2 separate regions of the Drosophila melanogaster genome follow, and region 1 is linked to region 2. A link is a contact called in public Hi-C data. All regions are on one chromosome and are shown on one strand. The core of a region is the stretch at or near the end of the contact, and the rest is flanking DNA. Distances in the headings are between cores, read along the strand shown. Region 1 holds the start of beg (bad egg). Region 2 holds the start of DCP2 (Decapping protein 2).

Region 1 (6,366 bases), core at 369-2,868, 1.2 Mb before region 2:
CGGACCAATGAGCTATCTTTGTTTTTCCAGGGGAAGCACATTTGCCAAGCCAGCGGATTTCATCGAGGAATCGAACAAGGGCCACCAAATGCTCATGAAAATGGGTTGGGCGGGCACGGGAACTGGACTGGGCTCAAAGAATCAAGGCATCGACACGCCCATTTCGGGAGGCGAGGTGCGCGATCGTCGAGAGATGTACAAGGTGAAGTGGCAAGAGTGCGCAAGAAAGGACAACTTATAATTTTCTATCCACAGGGAGTGGGCGCTAATATGCACGATCCCTTCGAGAGCTTTCGGAAGAACAAAGGAGCTGCCTTCGCGCACCGGATGCGATCGCGAGACGACAAGAGTTAGGATCTGCCAACGGTCATAACTTCCCAGTTTTTTGTTTCCTTTAGCCCAGAAAATATACATTTTTATAAAAGCGAACTGAATTTTTATACAAGATTAGGCTATAACATTAAAGCTGGATTGAGCGGCCTTGGCATTTACTTTTTCCAGGACCTGGACCAGGCCCTTGCCAGGACCGCATTCGAAGGTGCGTGGAAAGTCGACGCCCTGCTTGCGCTCGTACATCTCGTGGAGAGTCTGCTCCCACTTGACGGGCCTCACGATTTGCTTGGGCAGCTGCGTTAGGATGTGCTTGGCATGGCGATAGGGTTTGCCATCCACATTGGAGTACACTCTAATGACGGGGTCCTGAAGTCGCACCGTTTTCAGGGCTTTGGTAAATGGCTCCACGGCGCTTTGCATTAGAGGAGTGTGAAAGGCGCCACTGACAGCCAATCTCTTCATCCGCCGGATTTTGAAGGACTTGGCATTTTGTTCCAGGAACTCCAGGGCCTCTACGTTGCCGGCCACTACCTTGCAGTGCGGATACATGTAGTTGGCGATGCCACAGTAGGGCGACTCCACTCCTTTGTCCAGACACCATTGCTGCGCACGAGCGCAGGCCTCTCCCAGATTGGTATCCGGTCCGTAGAGAGTCATCGCCATGGCTCCGGCTGCCTGGTCACATGCCGCCTGCATGGCGGTGGCCCGCACCTGCACCAATCGCAATGCCTTGTCGAAAGGCAGGGCATCCGCGTACACCAATGCGGTAATCTCGCCCAAACTAAAGCCTGCGGCAGCTACACACGTTTCAATGGCCTTGGGTCGCTCCTCACGCAACTGCTCCAGTGCTGCCAGCGAGGATACCATCACAGCCAGCTGAGCGTGCTCCGTGCGATTCAGTTTCTCACGTGGTCCCTCCAGGCAGATCTTGAGCAGATCGTATTTCAGCACCTCGTTGGCCAGCTCGAAGATGCGACGGGCGCCCGGGAACCGGAGCAGGTCTTTGGCCATGCCCACGTACTGGGTGCCCTGACCGGGAAAGAGCATCACACTTGTTTCCTTGGGATCGATGGCGGGCCGGCCTTTCTGTTCCAGCGGCTCAGAAAGCTCGTTGAGCAGTTGCTGCCGCTTCTCCGCGTTCTGCAAAAGGGCGGAGGTTTCTGTTGTGGCCTTCGCGGCATCGCTGCTCCAGCGGGACCAGCTTAGGGCACCGGTAATCCGCGGTGATCGTAGTAATCTGCGGGCGGCCAACATTTTTGTTGAAGGAGTTCGCGGCATAACATAACAGCTGATTGGAGCAGAGAAAAGTAGATCATATCGATAACTGTAATGCGGCCATCGATAGCTTTAGTACTTCGATGATTTTAGTACAATTGTATTTTGAATTTTGGCGGCTTATGCTCAAAAACAATATGATCTTAAGAAATGGAAAACATTCAGTGCATTGTGATAATCGACACTTTATTGTAAATCTTAATTATTAAAGTCAACATGCTATATACGCTATTAAGTGGTTCAAGTATTTACTATTAACTTTAAATAAATCCAATGGCCAATTGGAATTGGTAAAAAGATCAAAATTCCCAGGTATTTTATTTCCCCAGACATCTTAGTCATGGTCTGCGGTCTTTTTCCACTATTTATAGCCAAACTTGATTTATGTTGCTAGGCTCTTATTTAGTCGTTGATGGTCATGACGAAATAATGTTGGTTGTTTATTCATGAGTCACTGACTACATAGAAACTGAGCCAAGTTTTTAGTTGAGTACAGAGTAACAAAGTTACTGTGCTTAGTAACATTTCATTTAAGATACTATTTTAAAATATTAATAATTTTTTTTTTTTTTGGTGTAGCCTTTTATTTATTATTTAAAATCTGTCCTAGTGGACAATAATTAAATTTTATGGAGGGAAACATTAACGTAAGGGGAGTACATCGAGTGTACTTGGGTAGGGGAATATTAATAATGACAATATTTTTCTGAAGAAAATTTGGAAGCTAAGTTACGACTTTTCGTTTCATTTGCATTGTATTCTATAATTTACGTTTTCTAAAGTCAGACCTTAAATATCTATGAAAATTTAAAGAAATAATAGCTCTTTATATGTTTAAATTCAAAGACATAAGATTAAAACCCTGCCAAGACAAAAGAGTATTTTTTGGCCATGTGCTATTCGGAACCCCCGAAATAAGAGTTTCTAATTTGAAATGCGATCCCAGCAAGGCAATCGCAGAGTTTTTTGAACCCAGGGCAAAAGAATAACCCTCCGGCAGGCCGAAAGAATTGGCTGCGGAAGATGATGAGGATAGGGAAGGATGGGGATGGTGATTGGGATGGCAAAGGTGAACGACAAAGCCGCCGGCAAAGTCAGACACCGGAGATGACGTGACGCACCACTTTCGCCCTCAGTTCAAGGAACACATCTCGGGCATCAAAACAAAAACACTAGCTCACACGCTCTGCCAGCGGTCCTGCCAGTGTCCCTTGTCCATCCGCCCATGGTCCGATGCGATCTTCCCAGAAGACGGAGCGACATTCCCAGCTCTTTTCTTGTTGCCAAGGAAAGGACCCACCAGATATGTGTACCAATGCTCGTCTAGACTGCACGAATATCAGATCGTCGATGGACCGGCGATTCTATTAGAAGCAGAACCTGTTTGCGGTTCATACTCCGTTGGGTTCTGTTGTATTTCGGCTGTTTTTTTTTTCTTTTCTTTCTGCCCAATTTTTTTTGTTTTTTTTTTCTTTGATAATGAGTCGTGAATTTGATGCCCAGGTAGGGGCATTCGACGGAGATCGTTGACATGGCGCAAGTGGCGCGATTCTTTAGATCAGGTTGTGAAATTGTATTTATGAATGAGAGTGCCCGTGGCGAACCAATTAATGCCGCATACCAGCAAGAGTTCCACCGAACCACAACGGCCAGCGCACACATTCCGAACCCAAGTCGGTGTTCCCAGAACGTGCCCGTTACCGTTATGCGTTGCCGATCGGATCGACGAGCGCGAGAATGCACATTCCGAAGGATACGTGCGAAATGCGGGAGAAAATGCAACTGCGCAGCAGCATTGCGCATACGCCACGAGGGCCGGCTAACATTTCCGCATGCGGGAATGCAACGAAAGCGAAAAGCAAGTGGCAAAAAAAAAGAAAACAGCATAACCAAAACGAATGTGGAAACGAAACCGAAACCAAATCCGAACCGAATCGGAATCGGAATCAGAAACGTAACAATCTGAACCCATAAAAAGTCGGCCGAAAGTGTGCATTGACCGAGAGAGCGGCTAAAAATATCCGAAAAAGAACGTAACACAAACGATCTGATAAAATAAGAACGCACGATGATGACGCCCGATCCAGAACAACCGTTAAGTGCTCCACCCCAAATGATGCTGCAACAGGGTGAGCGAAAGAGAGGGCGAGCCCGATACCGAAAGAGACAGAGGCAGAGCCGAACAGAAACGACAGTGAAAGTTCTACACTTTCGCTTTTTCACAGAACCCTGCTATCATACGAAAAGCAGCAATCGTAGAGATAGAAACCTTTGGAAATACAATACATAGTACATCAGCAAATGTGCGGTAACTTTATATATTATTTCTATATAAATCTGAATGTTTAACAACAATTTCGCTGGCCTTCCATTTTTTATTCACAACATAATACAATTTTTTTTTTTTAATGAATTCATTTTTTTAGACTTTGAACGAAATGCCCCCTATATGAACATTAAACTTTACTGTTTATTGGTTTCTGCAACCAGTTTTTTAAGAATGTTATGTTATCATTTAATTTCAGGTTGAATAAAACACCATGAGGTCCATTGGAATATTATTCAATGCAAAAATTTCTTAAGCTTTCAAATGTCTTAGCTTTCCATTGCTCAACGAACCTGTCATTCTAGACTCTTTACTTATAGTAAACAGTAGTACTTTGCCACTGAAAAAGATGGTAAAGGCATTTGGATCATTTTTTAGCATGCTAAATGATGAGTGAGTCTGGTACAAAGTATGATTTAACAAATGATTACCGCATTAAAGCTAATCACTGTTGTTTTTCTCGACTTTCAATGGGAAACGCCAGTCAACAATTTCAATTTTACAGTTCTTCAAATTCTACACACAATATTTGAATGGTTTTATGGGTCTGTTCAACTTGTTTATGGATCCACATAAATAAGCAATCATATTAGAGAAGCATGCACGGCTATCAAGAAGTGCGTTGCCCTGGTTGGAAAAGCCCCGGCAACAAGGTCCAAGTTTTCACTTTCACTGCCACCATCGGCCGTCAAATCACCAGTAGCTATTACTACCTTATTACATTGCCAAGGTGCGCTGATAAGAGTGTTTTTAGACTGTTCCAGCTAACAGTATTCGCCTCGGCTTTATCAAGAGCAGCAGCAAGTCCAGCAGCATGTGACTGTGACTCAGTGAGTCCGCCGAGTCCATTTATGTTGAAATTCGTTTAAGATCGAAACGGCGGCGCCATGAAACTATAAATGCCAACTCTTCTGGTCTGACGTCCGTTCCGAGGCCCATTGATAAAAAAAAATGTATATTTCTGAATGCTCGGCGCGCCCTGCCGCTTACGCAAAACTCCTGCGAGCGGATCCCGATCCCCAAAAAGCCGAGACCGAACCCCATAACCCATACCCCATACTCCATACCCGAAACCGAAACCGAAGAATTACAAATCCCGAAATCTGCTCTCTCTCTCTCTCTCTCTCTCACCCCCATCGCCCATTCCCATTGAAAAGTGAAGAGCGGCTGTCTGAGCGGCAAACTGAGCCGATCCGAAGCGCCGATCCTCGATTTTTGAGGCGCGTATAAAAGCTTGGCTACGTCGGCAACGAAAGCTCATTGTGCGCTCGCCGCTCGTGATTATCAGGTAACGTCGATCGGACGGACGGGTTAACCATTCAGCAAGTTAGCTCTGCAGCAAGTTTGCCCGCCAAAAGAAAACACGTATACGTAGTGTTGCAGCCAGAAAGGTGATCGACGTGCCTACTGATCTATTGATCTATTGAGAATTGTGATCCTAGAACGCCACTAAAATGAGTTCAAAGGTGAGTTCGAGTTGAAGTTAAACTCTTATTTTTGTTTTTTAACTATTACACTAGCATAACTAATTCGTGTAGCTCTTTAGCATTATAGTTGGTTAGTTGCTCAGCACCAAAGCATTAAACATCAAACATTCAGTTCTCAGAATGATTTCATACACCAAATTATGCATTCCTTGAAATCATTGTACTGAACTTAAACATTTCCAGTACAAGGTGGACTTTTCCAAATTGAGTCCAGAAATTTTCCAAACAAATAACTGTCTTCTAAGAACACTCCACTTTAATTACTTAAATTAGCTTCGCGCCACAAAAAAAGTGGGTGTGTGCAATTAACAGGCTGTCAGCTAAAAATATCAATATCCAATATAAACAAATGCGCTTTTGTTCTCCGCGGGCAAGAGCATAATGCCCGCATCGATTCCGAATCGGATTCATATGGCGGACTGGAGTGCTAAACAGACTGGAGTGTCACCGCAAGGTGCGATATACGAAATGCGAAATGCAAAATGCGGAAATGCCTACCTGCGGGGCGCATTACATAATTTCCACTTCAGCTCCAGATCGCCGTAATGTCGGGGAAGTTTCGGTCATTAAAAGCGGCAATTAAAATTCACCATTTGGCCGCGTCGACTTGCAAATGCGCTCCAGTTTATGTTTCGATCTTGATGCGATATTGACCCAGTTAATGGGCGGCATACTCCGGTGCGTGGGAGTCGGCGACGTCATCCAGACATCCCGGCATCCCGACACCCGGCTGTCGTCATCCGAAGTGGTTAATCCAGATGTGTCCAGAGCGGCGATCCAGATTCACATTGAAATGCCAAAGCAGGGCAGAGTGCAGCCGGTTAGAGGATCGTTGTAACACTTATGCGATAAATTCTGAACGTCAGCGATTTATAATTAGGAGCCGGAGGCCGGTTGGGTGTTTAATTTGGAATATACTCATACTCACTTGTTGTTTCGCCCGCT
Region 2 (6,672 bases), core at 1,800-4,299:
CCATTTTCCAGTCGTTGGTCTGAGGATCGAAACGCTCCACGGAGGCAATAGCATCGCCGGAACACCAACCGCCCACGGCGAACAGGACTTCGCCTCGTCGAGTTGGCTTTCGCGGTCTGGTGCGTGGACCCTGCATCAGCGGTCGCTCCTGCGGAAGCAACAGATAGTTCTTAGCCTCATCCACCAAATCCCGGCAGGCCTCGTCGCTGCGCACCAGGAGATCAGAGCCCACCGTGCCAACCAGGAACTTTGGCGACAGCAGAGGCAGACGGACGTGTTGGAGCACCTGAGAATATTCGAAAATATCAATTCATTATTTATTTATTAGTTGCAATACTTAAAAATTGAGCTGTTTATATTATTCCAAAGTAATTATCAAACGGAACAAGTAGGAATCGGTGAGTAGTAATCAGATATGGTTTACAGTAGCTCACCTGTGCCAGATGTTGTCGCCGCTCGGCGACATTGTACTTGAGCCAGGACATGACCGCGTTGAAGACCTGCTCCTCGGAGCGCACGTTTAGCTCGTCGCTGCAAATGATGTCCACCAGCTGGCCGACGGGGAGCAGCAGAAACTCCTCGCTCTCCATCACCTCCTGGAAGTTGTGCTGCGTGAATTTGTCGGCGATCCGTAGAAGTTCCCGGCAGGAGTGTGTGTCGGCAAAGGCGCGTATGCCCAGGCAGTTGGTGGGATCCAATTGCCGTTTGAGGAACTCGCAGCAGATGTCCTGAATCTCAACCAGTTGAAGCAGGCAGGCGGCGGGAAGGAGGGTCTGGACATTCGACTCCTCGACGATTATGTGGGCGGTGTAACAAAAGTCGATGAGCAGCTCCATGGCATTCTCATCGATGTCGCGTATGGTGACCTCAGTCTGGCGCGATTCCTCCAATTCGCCAGTGAACATGGCACAGAAGTAGGAGCTGCAGGCGGACAGGATTACCCGGTGGGCAAAGATCTTCCGTCCGCCCACGTTGAGCACCACATCGCAGAGCTCCCGATGGCGCCGTAGCATATTTAGTTCAGTGAGCGTGACCTTCGGATGTTTCTCGGACGTGTGAGAGAGGCGGGCGGGCGACGGAGGTCGGTCCACTGCCGTAGATCCAACGGAGGAGCCGCCACCAGCCGTGGAATTACCACCGGTACCGGTGACAGCTGTTGGCATACATAATGATTTTGAGTATAAAAATACCATATGTTTGGAATAGTACAAATAAACTTAATGGTACCGATTAATTGGAATTGTGAATGAGAGTTCAAATACTTTTTTATGAAGGAAAAACCTTTTCTAATAGTATTTTTTAGCTGAAAGATCATAGTCTTACGAACAAATATGAAGTATTTAAAGTCACATGAGGCACACAGGTTGCCCCTGGCTTGCTCTCTTCCCAATTCCAAACCAAGCTCCTATCAAATCCTTACCAGCATCCCGTGGTTGAGCGGTGGAGCCCGAGCCCGGCAGGTCGCCCATTCTGTTCGCTGCTAAGCGCAGCGGGCCGGAAGCAACCCAACCCCACACGGCGTCTATCTGTGGGCAGAAATGGTAGTATATAGTAGAATAGTGATTAATGGTCAAGTCAAAGTAAATTAAATCAATGCGTAGGTAGGGCGTAGAAGGGCGGCATTGAACTCGATTATAAGTAAGTAAGTAACTAATCAATTTACAAGGACATTGTGCTTCGTTTAATATCTTCTTGAAGCGACTGTTTACTTAATAAATTAAGTAATTGTACATTTTTGATGCAAATAATTCATATTCTGGGCACTGGATGTGGAAATTCTGATTTATTTTTCTTGTCCTCCGCCCTTTTGCACCACCCACACACAGACATGCTGTGTAACACGCACACATTCACAACTTCGGATCTGCGGATACTAAGGTGGACCTTTCGACTAAAGAAACATCTTAACACTAATACGAGTGTTATTTAAGGTATTCATTCAACACGTTAAGTTTAACAATCCACCATTCGTATAAATGATATAAAATAAATATTAATAATCCTTAAATATTTAGAAACTTTAAGCTAAAAGATCGTTACTTGAAACTTCTGTTTTGAATCTTAAAATAGCTAAGTTTTAAAATTAAAACATGTACTTTAATTGGTAAACAAATTGGCAGGTTGAGTTAATCGATGGTTAAGATAAACAGTTCTCTAGTTCAATAATATGCTTGTGGAATTATCTTCAACCTAATTTAATTAAAACTGAAATCTCTTTTATTCATGTGATATATGTTCAATCGCTTTTACAACATTCACTCCATGGAACACCTTAAAACTGAAAGGTAACCTGGTCCACCCACAAGCACACACCACACACACACACACGCGGATGATGTTGGTTTAGATTTCGATGTATATGTTGGTGTCCCAACCTTTGCGTCTCTGTTCTCTACGGATACAAAGCACGTCCAGGGCCAGCTGCAGGCGGAAAATTTCGAAAATGCAATCTTGATGGCTTAAAAGGACCACATCGAAGATTTTCCTTGCGCGAATTGCACTTTTCAGTACGGAAAAATCGTTTTTTGGTTGGCCTGGAAAAGTCGAAACACGAAACGATTGGTATGGCGATAGAGATGTGAGAAATGCATAACAATATCAGTGTATCGATATTTTTGAGAATACACTTATTTATATTGTGATACTTTGGTGGACATTTCGTTATATCGATATTGTTATTAAATCGTAAACGTAAGCTAATTTTAAGGAGATCTGTTTGAAATATCTCTTCACATTTTTTTTCGAAATTAAAATAAGAGATCACATATTTTTAAATAATTAAAAATAAAATAAACACTATTTGTATACAACTACAAGTAAGTGCAACGGAAGGGAATCTAACTGTGAATTATTGAAATCATTATAATAATCTCTTAAAATTTTCATTAGTAAACTGTCTTTTAATATTCCCGAAAAAATAAGCAAATAACGTAAGACAGGCTTTGTAAGAGTACATTTATCACAGAGCCAACTGTATTTGGCTTCCCTGGTCGCTAAAGAAACGGTATATTTTGGTATCTTAGTGAGCAGCATGCTGGTATTTTTTATTTCATACTATTTCTATACGCGACGCTGAAGAGGAAGGCGAGTTTTGAGCAGTTGAAAAGCCCGTTAAATAGTGCAAAATAGTAGCTAATTTTAAGTGCAACGTGTAAATAAAGGCAATTTAGATCGCGAAAAAGTTCGGTGAGCAAATAATAATTTGAGATTGGAAAGTGGAAAGTACGTGAACTGGGCGAGAAAAGAAAACGGAAAAACGTGAGACTGTGTGCGTGCGAAGAATTTTCCGTCTCCCTCGCACCAAAGTGGAGCGCACTCAATTATTTTGTGGATGGAGTGGAACACAAACAACAAAAACGACAACGACTATAGCAATAACAAAAACGACGACACAGCAACAAAAACAGCAATAGCAACAACAGAATTAAATGCAAATGCAAAACATGTTGAGGGAAAGAGAGCGAAAATCGAGAGAACAATAGCAAAAGGATGTAATGCAACCGATGGAATAACTAGAGTACAAGTACAAAAATTGCATTGGAAATTTAAATTCGTGCGACAAAAGCGGACGATTGCAGAAATTTTCGAAACTTGGCAGCCATATTTACTACAAAAGCAACGCCGTTGTAAAAATACGTGACAAAACGCTTACACACACATACTCACATTCGTACACCCACACACAGTTGCGCTCTCTCACACACATACACACAGTTGCGCTCTCTCACACATAAACACACAAGCGTATCGAAAGACTGGTGCAGACAGAGAGAGACGCGAATGTGAATTAACAAACAAACAAAAATATTTTGCGAAAAAGACAAACACAAAAAGTAAAGCCAATAAAGTGTATTACATAAACAAACGGAGCTCCGATATCTAAATAAATATTATGGAAATCGCACCACTGATCAATAACGCCGTCGCTGTCGTCACAGCCTCTGCCTCTGCCGCCGTCTCTGCCTCTGCTAGCGTCGGCAGTAGCAGCAAGGATGATAACGGTAGGCGGGTCTCTAGATGATAAGCGGTACACTTCCAGTGGGTTCATAATAAACTATAAAAATAATAAAATATATGTAAATACAAAGCATAAAGTGTAGTACGTGCTCGAAAGAGTCACACTTTCTCGTTAAAGAACTTCACGTTCTATCCATATTATATGATTATTATGTTTCAAAATCCTTTATAATCAAAAGCGAATTAGACAATCAGAATATCTCCCACCCAGCAATTCATAATCTATATAAAATATAGTCAGAATATTGCAATCATACAAAAATAAATACAAACACAAGGACTTAAGTATTTGGCTTTAATCAAAATATATCCATTTGTTTCTTTGCCTTAATTAGTTTACATCATTAATAATCGTATATTTTTAAGGCTAATATCACGTAGCTAAAAACTAAAGAACTAGGCTAATTTTTTATCTGGTAAGATAAAAAGTAAATAAAAATTTCAGCGGCCTTGAATCAGATTCACAAATCAAAAATAGACAATGTTACTAGTTGTTGGGTTATGCGTAATGTAGAATTGGTAAAATTTTCCGCTTAATGTTGAAGACAAAACTTTCTTCTCAACTTCCAATCAACTGTATGCCACCAGTCTACGTTATCGGGGTCGTACTGCAGCACTCAGTGCACATTGCACAAGTAGTCACCCACACCAACTCTAGTGTGCGTGTGCATGGTGCAACACATTTCAACGGGGTCGCTGAACTGCCCGTGTGTTTTTTCTGCTTTCAATTGTTTTTTTTAGAGGCCAAGCGAACGGAGTACGACGGCAATAGCCTAGTAATAGTAGTGGTTTTGCCGCTTGTCTCGCTGTTTGTTGTTGCGCAATTGGCAGCGCAGAAATGTACGTAGATCATTGGCCAGGGGATTGCGATTACTCAGCAATTCCTCAAGGTGCTCCACTAGCATTTGCCTTAGTTTCCGAGACAGCATGGCAACCAATGGTCGAAAAGGGTTATTTTTAGGCTCTTACAAAGGGTGCTTATCGAATCAAGATGATTGCCATTAAAGGTAAAACTGCTGGGAATTCAAAATAACGTAACTTCTTTCAGAAAATATATCTAAAAAAGTTTCCATTAAAGACTATCTTAGGACACAACACAAACATTTGCTAATCAAGAAGAAATATTTCTTTTAAAGCTTTAAACACGCAAATTAATTAAACATTTTCTTCGACAAGAAATAGAAACAATAAAAGTATTTATAAAACGTAGTTATCTTTGCATTGTTTACCAAAGCTATTACGTTTGCTACGCATTAACAACGATTCAATACATATACAGCTCGTAGGGTAGGGTATAGATATAAATTTTAAATTTGTATTGCTTGTATCTAAAACTACATATGTGTGAAATGAATGTATATCTTTCAGCTGTTTATGTAGTTTCATTACCTCGTTGTGTTTTCATTACTATCAGTTTCTTGGGGCCGTGTGCTTATCTATCAATTTTTCCCCTCTCTATTTCAAGTCAACAATCTAGCGTTGCTCGCGTCGCTGACTTTACAAAAAGTGCTAAATATCAACAATAACAATAACCAGCACAGCAAGAACAACAACCACAGCGACAATAGCAATAGCAAACAACACGAGCAACAAAAACAGCAGCAGCAACCACAACGACGAAACCTCGACATTAAAAGCGAGTATGATGTACTAAACCAATTGCTAAAAACTGGAGCTGTTTTCACCGCCACGCCCACAGCGCCAATTGCCATCGAAAGGAGGAAGCAGACGCAGCAGCAGCAACGTCCATATGCACAACAGGCACATCAACAGCAGCAGCAGAAGCAACGCCTAAACTCATCCATATCATCGACCCACTCATCGACATCGACAAACTCCTCCTACGGCAGCTCATCATCGGAGGATGCTGCAGGCACATCTGCGCCAACGGGAGCAGGTGAAGTTGTCACATCAGCAGCATTAACACCAAGAGCAAGCACCACGAAGGCGTCCAGCAATAAATTGCCAGAGAAATCGAAAATTCCGTCCGATATACTTGATGATCTGGCCAGTCGATTTATAATCAATGTTCCGGACATGGAGCTAAACAATCTAATACGTATGTGTTTCCAAATCGAACTGGCCCATTGGTTCTATTTGGATTTCTTTTGTGCCCCCGAATCTGGCGAGGATGGCGAGACCCCGAAGTGCGTGCAACGAAAGCTGCCATCGGTGGGCATCAAGCAGTTTGCCATGCAGTTGTTCCAAGTGAGTTTCGGATTTTGATAGCTTATGTTCTTTGAGTTATATAGATAATATTAATCTTACACCAGCACATTCCCTTCCTGAACAAACATTTTGGCACCGTGGATCAAATCCTGGACGAGTGGAAGAACTACAAGCTATCGGTGCCCACTTATGGCGCTATTCTGGTGTCCGAGGATCACAATCACTGCTTGCTAGTGCAGTCCTACTTCGCGCGCAACTCCTGGGGATTTCCCAAGGGCAAGATCAATGAGAACGAAGACCCAGCCCATTGTGCAACGAGAGAGGCAAGTCGGGAATATATTGGAATTCTAAAAAATATTATTGTGAAAAATGAATGCATTCAATGTGGTGTTAAAAAAAAAAAGAAGTGAAATGGAATTACTTTACATGGTTTATGGACTTTGAAAACAAATTTATTAATCTCCGGTGATTTTTTAGGTTTATGAG

What was found. Hi-C and Micro-C count contacts between places; a contact is called where the count stands out from the background.
Region 1: a Hi-C map of the Kc167 cell line shows a contact between it and region 2, with 4 times the contacts expected there. A contact is called at or near these places in 9 of 107 Hi-C or Micro-C datasets (the Kc167 cell line, the S2 cell line, brain and 3 more).

The regions. Positions count from the first base shown.
Region 1 is chr3L:17,030,920-17,037,285 of dm6, reverse strand. It overlaps beg (bad egg), which reads right to left and starts at 1,618. Exons shown (of 1, transcript NM_140693.3): 1 at 421-1,618. The coding sequence starts at 1,587. The coding sequence ends at 448. It overlaps scaf6 (SR-related CTD associated factor 6), which reads left to right. Exons shown (of 12, transcript NM_001038939.2): 11 at 31-202; 12 at 256-427. It overlaps Ilp8 (Insulin-like peptide 8), which reads left to right and starts at 5,206. Exons shown (of 3, transcript NM_140692.3): 1 at 5,206-5,400. The coding sequence starts at 5,389. lncRNA:CR45756 (long non-coding RNA:CR45756) reads left to right here and starts at 4,678. Exons shown (of 1, transcript NR_124963.1): 1 at 4,678-5,231. It also overlaps lncRNA:CR43250.
Region 2 is chr3L:15,822,800-15,829,471 of dm6, reverse strand. DCP2 (Decapping protein 2) reads left to right here and starts at 3,049. Exons shown (of 5, transcript NM_001259847.2): 1 at 3,049-4,001; 2 at 5,483-6,225; 3 at 6,291-6,509; 4 at 6,664-6,672. The coding sequence starts at 3,893. dbo (diablo) reads right to left here and starts at 2,584. Exons shown (of 6, transcript NM_080250.3): 1 at 2,376-2,584; 2 at 1,421-1,526; 3 at 435-1,153; 4 at 1-286. The coding sequence starts at 1,469.